Linked DNA regions of Hordeum vulgare: region 1 is linked to region 2. Evidence: chromatin contacts called from public Hi-C data. All regions are on one chromosome and are shown on one strand. Each heading gives the region's core, a stretch centred on a gene start, on an enhancer-like site or on the middle of the called end of the contact. The rest is flanking DNA. Distances are from core to core; before and after follow the strand shown.

What was found. A called contact is a pair of places that touch in the nucleus more often than the background predicts.
Region 1: a Hi-C map of seedling shows a contact between it and region 2, with 5 times the contacts expected there. The contact joins the promoter of LOC123408561 here to the promoter of LOC123409872 in region 2. A contact is called at or near these places in 1 of 6 Hi-C or Micro-C datasets (seedling) and 1 of 1 datasets of contacts at active chromatin or transcription factors (embryo).

Annotation. Positions count from the first base shown.
Region 1 is chr7H:182,212,315-182,216,396 of MorexV3_pseudomolecules_assembly, forward strand. It overlaps LOC123408561 (3-hydroxy-3-methylglutaryl-coenzyme A reductase 3), which reads left to right and starts at 2,021. Exons shown (of 4, transcript XM_045101642.1): 1 at 2,021-3,053; 2 at 3,343-3,524. The coding sequence starts at 2,161.
Region 2 is chr7H:181,884,893-181,889,120 of MorexV3_pseudomolecules_assembly, forward strand. LOC123409872 (cyclin-dependent kinase B2-1) reads left to right here and starts at 1,338. Exons shown (of 6, transcript XM_045102739.1): 1 at 1,338-1,852; 2 at 2,059-2,232; 3 at 2,339-2,432; 4 at 2,516-2,585; 5 at 2,683-2,821; 6 at 2,917-3,327. The coding sequence starts at 1,442. The coding sequence ends at 3,009.

The sequences.
Region 1 (4,082 bases), core at 771-3,270, 330 kb after region 2:
AAAGATGGAATTTGAGATGAAGGATTTGGGTAAAACCAAAATTTTCTTAGGTATACAACTTGAGCACCTTCCCTCGGGAATCATGGTACACCAAGCTGCCTATATCCAGAAAATATTGAAGAAATTCAATATGGACAAATCCTATCCATCTGAAACTCATATGGTGGCTCGATCTCTATACGTAGAGAAAGATCCGTTCAGGCCAAGGGATGATGGAGAAGAGGTGTTGGGACCTGAACTTCCATACCTCAACACCGTTGGAGCGTTTATGTATCTTGCAAATTGCACAAGACCTGATATTGCAGTTGTAGTGAATCTACTTGCTAGACACAGCGCAACTCCCAACAAACATCATTGGTCTCGAGTGAAAAATATATTTCGATATCTCCAATGCACAAAGGATCTTGGCCTATTTTTCCAGTTCCAGAGAAATATGGATTCCGATATGATTGGATATGTAGATGCCGGCTATTTGTTTGATCCCCATAATGCCAGATCACATACCAGCTTTGTGTTCCTACATCGTGGTACTACTATATCATGGAAGTCTTCAAAACAGACTGTGATGGCAACATCTACAAATCATTCTGAAATAATCTTATTATTTGAAGGATCATGTGATTGTGTATGGCTTCGCAGAATGATAAACCACATACAACAGTCATGTGGAATTGGTTCGATAAGATCACCCACCATTATCTTTGAGGATAGTGGAGTGTATGGTGCACACATGCAAACTGGATACATTAAGAGTAATATCACTAAGCATATTTCTCCTAAGTAGCTCCCCATAATCTTTACAAAAGCGGGGAAATACGTACCCCCTGTGTAAACTAATATAAGAGCGTTTAGATCACTATTTTAGTGATCTAAACGCTCTTATATTAGTTTACGGAGGGAGTATCTTGCAAGTCAAATCATGCGAAAACCTTGCTGATTTATTTACTAAGTCTCTATCAAACTCAACATTTAAGAAATACTCCCTCCTTTTCGGTTTACAGGGCTCATCTCAAAATTTTCAGATTTTTATTATATTAGGCTCATTTTAAGTCTAATTAAGTTAGATTGCTTTGAGTTCCACGCCATATTTAATTCATAGAGTTTAGAGAAAGAAGATGAGTGGCTATGCATGCATCGTTTTCTACATCCATCATGCAAGTCCAATGAGAAGGAGGATGCTACATTTATTGCCTTGGAAATTGAGTATGTGAAAAATATTTCATTGGCTAGTTAAAACTAGTGTCATCCACTCACAATTCACCTTGGTTGATGAGATTTCAGATTTGAACCCTATAAACCGGAAAGGAGGGAGTATGTTCATGAAATTGATATGCGACGACCTAGGGACTAGCAGGCATCACGGAAGTCTCTTCTTGAGATATCCTTGTTTAATGACATCACACTATGCTATCACTTCGTGAGTCTATGTTTCACGTTCTTATCAAGTTTTCACGAAAAACTTTTTAAAAAAGAACCCTTTTGAGATGATAGCTATACCTCGACAATTATAAGATGATTCTACATCGTCAATCGTAGATTAGGAGGATATTAAGACAAAATTACAAACTATAATTAAGGTAAAATCTCACCTTGCCTAACGGACGTGCGGTTGCACCCGCACGGATGCCTATGTCCCTCTCCAACCAACGCATCTTCCTGAAACCGACTTCTTCTATGAATTGTCGTGTTTTTTTAAAGATATATAAGCCTCCTGTAATCCATAAAACAAATGGATTCAATCACTTATTCAAAACACAATTGATCTGAACGTTATCCCTCTTTCGCCCGCATGAAAATTAATTAGACACTACTGGAATCCGCAGTTGGCATCGGCAGGCGTGCCACGGTAGCACATGTAGAGCGTTCCAAAAAGTTTCCGTTTTGTGTACACGTCGAACAACCCGGAAGGGGCAGGAAGGCCACACGGCCCATGTCGGCCGAGCCGCGGAGCGGGCCCTGCCTCAACGCAGGTGGGTCGCCGCGCGGTAAGCGCACCGGGCATGTGGGCTGCCACTGCCACTGACACTGGCAATAAAAAGGCCGAGGCGGGCGCATCCCGAGGCCCCCGAAACACCCGCTCCCTCTCGCGGCACGGCCACCGCCCCACTCACACCGAGCGGCCGAGCCGTGCCCACGTTTGACTCCGACGCGCGCGCACGCATGGATGCGCGGCAGAGGCCGAGGAGGGTGGCGCCGCCGGCAGTGGGCCAGGCGGGGGCGCCCCGGGTGCTGCAGGCGGGGGACGCGCTGCCGCTGCCGATCCGGCACACCAACCTCATCTTCTCGGCGCTCTTCGCCGCCTCGCTCGCCTACCTGATGCGGCGGTGGCGCGAGAAGATCCGCTCCTCCACGCCGCTCCACGTCGTCGACCTCACCGAGATTCTCTCCGTCTTCGGCCTCGTCGCCTCGCTCATCTACCTGCTCAGCTTCTTCGGGATAGCCTTCGTGCAGTCCATCGTCTCGTCCAGCGACGAGGACGAGGATTTCCTGGTCGGCCCTCCCGCCGCGCCGGGGCCGGCGCCGTGCGGGCATCTCGGCGGCGCCGAAGGGGTCGTGCCCGAGAAAATGCCCGAGGAGGACGAGGAGATTGTGGCCTCCGTCGTCGCCGGGAAGGTCCCCTCCTACGTGCTCGAGACCAGGCTCGGCGACTGCCGGCGCGCCGCGGGGCTCCGGCGCGAGGCGGTGCGGCGGATCACGGGGAGGCAGATCGAGGGGCTCCCGCTCGACGGCTTCGACTACGCGTCCATCCTCGGGCAGTGCTGCGAGCTGCCGGTGGGGTACGTCCAGCTGCCCGTGGGCATCGCCGGGCCGCTCCTGCTCGACGGCCAGCGGTTCTACGTGCCCATGGCGACCACCGAGGGCTGCCTTGTCGCCAGCACCAACCGCGGCTGCAAGGCCATAGCCGAGTCAGGCGGCGCCACCAGCGTTGTGCTCCGGGACGCGATGACGCGCGCCCCCGTCGCCCGCTTCCCCACCGCGCGCCGCGCCGCCGAGCTCAAGGCCTTCCTCGAGGACCCCGCCAACTTCGATACTCTCTCCGTGGTCTTCAACAGGTACACCAACACTCATCACCAAATACTACACGACAACGAACTTATGATGCAACAGATGGCATTGTATTAACACCCAGCTTGTGTTCGACAATACGTCTCTGAGGCTGAAGTCACGTGTCTCATTCAATACTAATATTCTTCTCATGACATAATTTACTCTCTTATTCAAGATTTGTAGCTCTCTTCTCATGACAAATGATACGAGTATTACTTGTCAAATATTTGTTTTTTTCTCTTTGTAGAACACAACACGGTAATTAACTGTTCGGAAAATATGATATCGGAGCAGGTCGAGCAGATTTGGGAGGCTGCAGGGAGTGCAGTGCGCGATGGCTGGGAGGAACCTGTACATGAGATTCAGCTGCAGCACAGGGGATGCCATGGGGATGAACATGATCTCCAAGGGCGTGCAGAACGTGCTGGATTACCTCCAGGATGACTTCCCTGACATGGATGTCATTAGCATATCAGGTTCGCTTTGCTTTGCCACCACCTGCAGAAGCTGAACTAGCTCACTTGAGTCACCTAATCTTCTCTTCAGAATAAAATTCTTAGTCACAACCTTTATTTTTTTCCAAGACAGACTATGGCTTACCGAAAGAAAATAAAAACCTTCATATAATAAGCAGAGTGGCCATTTGATGATACACATAGTTACGCCCCGTTTTCAGCAAGGATTAACAAGAATAAGTTGGTGCACTGTTGAATTATCTGGTTGAGCTTATGGACAACCTATGGTGGACATTGGCATGTTCAATCAAAGTATACCTTTTGTAAAATCAAATTACTATTAGGCCAACTTGGCATACTGTAAGATTGTTCAATTACATACGATACTTGCCATGATGCATTAGGAAGATTTAGAAACGTCCTTGAAAGCAATCTTTGTGGTAAAAGGATATATCTTTAATGCAAGATTCCTAATATGAGTCAAAAATGATATTGACTTTAATAAGTATCAACTTGGAGTAGCTGGAACCATCTTTATTCCTTTAACATCATGCATGTAGAAGGTTCAGAACAAAGTGC
Region 2 (4,228 bases), core at 88-2,587:
ATTATGGACCCACATATCCTAATGGAACTACTCACACATGGTCATGGAGGCAACAAAGAAGTCTGCGGCAATGGATTCCCCCTTCGATAGAGCTCTAGAACATGCCTCCAGATTGTATCTCCTCGAAATAGAAGCTTGCAATGGTGGACAAAATCGGATAAAAATATCTCGAAGGCTTTCTGTATTTATATGAATTTATGGTGGTGGAATGAACGTAAGGTGGTGTCTATGGGCCCCACACAGCCTAGGGGCGCGCCCTAGGACATGGTCATGCCACCTGTCTGTGTGCGGCCTGTGGCTCCTCTCGGTTCACCCTGATGCTGCCTCGAACCTTCACTCCAATGTATGTGTAAATGTGAAAACATATTATCCATCCAAAATTGCGTTTGCACTTACGTTCCAACATGTATGTTTTTTTCTTCATATGTTTCCGTCTTGTTTGTGAATGTGGACTTTGTTTCCGTTTTCGTTTCGAACAGGTAGAAACTTTTTCTTTTTTGAGACACCGCACTTCTTTTCATATCTTTTTTTTTGCGAAAAGCTTTTCGTATCATTTACTCCATGTAGTTTATTTATTTCCACAAAAAACTATTTGTATCATTAGCTCAAGTATCCTCACTAGCTAATTGCCCTTGCGTTTCAACATGAACATACATATGCTAATGATTCAACATCAACTTTCTGAGATATATCTTACGCTTATCATATTCTTGATTTTGGTAAGATTTAATTTGATTTGAGTATGGATAGAGGAACACAACTTATATATTTATTTTTAGTAAGATTTGATTGATTGGGGAGTGGATACAGGAAGTGAGAGAAACTTTTGATTTTGTTGAGATTTTTATAAGATTCTTTGATTTGATTTAATTAATGCATGACTTGGTTTTGAAAAAGCTTGATTTGATTTAGATTATTCTAATTTACTCTATTGATGTTGGTTTTAATCAGCTGAGATTACTAGAAAATTTTCAGGAAACCAAAACGGGAAGGAGGGCGTGGGAAGGAAAAACACTTGGGAAAAGTGAGGCGAACCTGCCAACTCTCAAGTAGAGTGTTGCATAGTATTATCTTTTTTTTTTCCTAAAGAAAAGGTGTGTGCTCTGTTTGGGCCGTTGTACCACGGACCAGCCCATGGCATACGAAGGCAGTTTGCAATTGTCAGCTTGAAACGGCCTGTAAAGTGGTCGTAGCATCGATCCCTTCGTGCGAACGTGCGCCCATCCCACCGACCCAGAAAGGCGTACAGAATTCGAAATTCGAAATCTCACGAAGCAGCCGTTACGGCGCGTCCCCTCAAACGGCTCTTTCGCATACAAATCTCCCCCACGATCCCCTCCCCAATCACAAACCCTAACCACAGCCGCCACCCCACCAAATCACCCGTCTCGCACGGCAACCCACCAGAGAGAGAGAGAGAGAGAAAGCGCGGATCTGCGCGATGGCGACGCTCCAGCACCAGAACCAGGGGGCGGCGGCGCCGATGACCACGACCGGCGGCGGCCTGCGCGCCATGGACCTCTACGAGAAGCTGGAGAAGGTCGGGGAGGGCACCTACGGGAAGGTGTACAAGGCCCGGGAGAAGGCGACGGGCCGGATCGTGGCGCTCAAGAAGACGCGCCTCCCGGAGGACGACGAGGGTGTGCCCCCCACGGCGCTCAGGGAGGTCTCGCTGCTGCGGATGCTGTCGCAGGACCCGCACGTCGTGCGCCTGCTCGACCTTAAGCAGGGCCAGAACAAGGAGGGCCAGACCATCCTCTACCTCGTCTTCGAGTACATGGACACCGACCTCAAGAAGTTCATCCGCGGCCACCGCCAGAACCACCAGAAGATCCCTGCCCACACCGTCAAGGTAATATCCCCTCTTCACACATGTCAGGCCCTTTATTGTTCGTTCTCCATACCTTGCACGCGAGGTGTTTGTTTGAATGTACCCCCTCTTCACATATGTCAGGCCCTTTATTGTTCGTTTTCCATATTTTGCACGCGAGGTGTTTGTTTGAATGTGCCGACAGTGATTGATTCGGTGTTTGGTGAATTGGTTATCCGTCCGTACAGATCCTGATGTACCAGCTCTGCAAGGGCGTGGCTTTCTGCCACGGACGCGGTGTCCTGCACCGTGACCTCAAGCCGCACAACCTGCTCATGGACCGCAAGACCATGGCTCTCAAGATCGCCGATCTTGGGCTCAGTCGTGCCTTCACGGTTCCTCTCAAGAAGTACACGCACGAGGTCTGATTCCTTCTTCTGTTAGCAGTATTAGTGCCGGATTGCTGTCTGAATCTGCATGATTCCTGCTACTTGATCTGTACATGACGCTGTTTGAATTCTTTTGCAGATCCTTACTCTGTGGTACAGAGCTCCTGAGGTCCTTCTTGGCGCCACACACTACTCCACGCCCGTTGACATGTGGTCTGTGGGCTGCATATTTGGTATGAACTTAACGTTGTAACTGAGCACACCTTCAGAATTTAACCCTCTTAGGTTGTTATGCTGAATTCCTTGTAAATGGCAGCTGAATTGATCACTACCACGGCACTTTTCCCTGGAGACTCTGAGGTGCAGCAGCTCCTGCACATTTTCCAGTACAGTACCACACCCGTCACATTTTACTTGTTTTCTCACTTGGCATTTCTAGGGGACATCAGTTGTTGATGTTCTGTATTGGTATTTGAATGCTAGGTTGTTGGGCACTCCAAATGAGGAGGTCTGGCCAGGAGTAGGCAAGCTCCCCAACTGGCATGAGTACCCTCAGTGGAACGTCTCAAAGCTGTCTTCTGTAATTCCCAGTCTCGATGCCGTTGGTATTGATCTGCTTGAGGTTAGTAATCAAGCATGTGCATCCTTGCAGAAAACATAGAAGAAGAGGTGCCCTTGTGAGAATCTCGTGCTAACTTATAGCTGTGATCCTTGCAGAAAATGCTGCAGTATGAGCCGGCAAAGCGGATCTCTGCAAAGAAGGCCATGGAGCACCCATACTTCGATGATGTGGACAAGGCGCTGTACTGAAGCTGTCTTGGTGGCTAACAAGAAGCGGATTTCTTGTGATTTGTGCTTGTCCTGAAGCATATCTTTTGCTTCCAGGACAGGCATTTTTACCTCTGTTATTCCAGCTGCCATTTAGTTTGCACCACTGACTGATGGTTGTGATGGATAGTGGCTATGGAACTATGCATAATTAAACCCCTCTTGTCAGGTGTCAAACACTGGTCTTGTGAAGCACTGCTTCTGCTTCTGCTTCAAAATCAGGCTTTATACTGTATGCCATTCATTTCTGTTTCTGATGGAAAACTTGATAAATATAAAAGACTTCTGAGACTTGGTGAACTGCCAGACCGTTTAGTGACATCAAAAGGTACAAACTTGAGCTGTCTCCGCTGATTGGTTTGTTTGAGCGGCAAGCTGCTGTTATGTAAATCATGTAGATGTTGGAGCTAGACAGCAACAATGAGCTGCATAAATTTATCTACCCGGCAAATATGCACACCACACAGTCCCCTTCTCTTGTGATGAACTACGAGAACAACCTAGTACGCAGCGAAATAACACAAACAACGTACACATGTGACACAAGATTTAACGTGGAAAAACGTCCTCAAGTTGAAGAGTAAAAAATCACGGTTGTGGACCGACCGGTTCACATAACTTCACAATAAGAATGATGAGTACAAAGTCTTTTTTTAACCTCTAGAGAGATTTACAACACTCTTCACATTGCCAACTGGTAACAACAACAACAACCGCAAGAGGCAAACTGCTCTTAAGTCGTTGAACCAAACAACATCAAATTTGGCAAACAACACACAAATTTCTTAGATCCCCTCAAAATTTCAGCTCAATCGGACACTGTTTGCCTACCGCTATTCGTCTCCCAAAACTATTCTCTTCTGAAACTGGAGCACTCAGAGCTGACAAACCACTCGCAAATTTGATTCTCCACTCACCCAATCCTCAAACCAGCTAACCAGATCGAAGTACTCAAAGGAACGAGCTCACCAAGTCTGGGGTCGATCCAAGCACGTTTGAGCCTCCAATCGCCAGGTTGAACACTGTCTGATCAGATGCATCAAATCTGGATAGAACCTCCACTTCTTCCTCTCTCTCACTCTCAGAATGGCAGCCACCACATGCAGGGTGGAGTGGCTAGGGTATTCTTCTTACTTCCTTTCTCTTGGAAACACTCTCAACCGTTGGATGCAAAGATCAACGACTGACATGTGTTGGACTT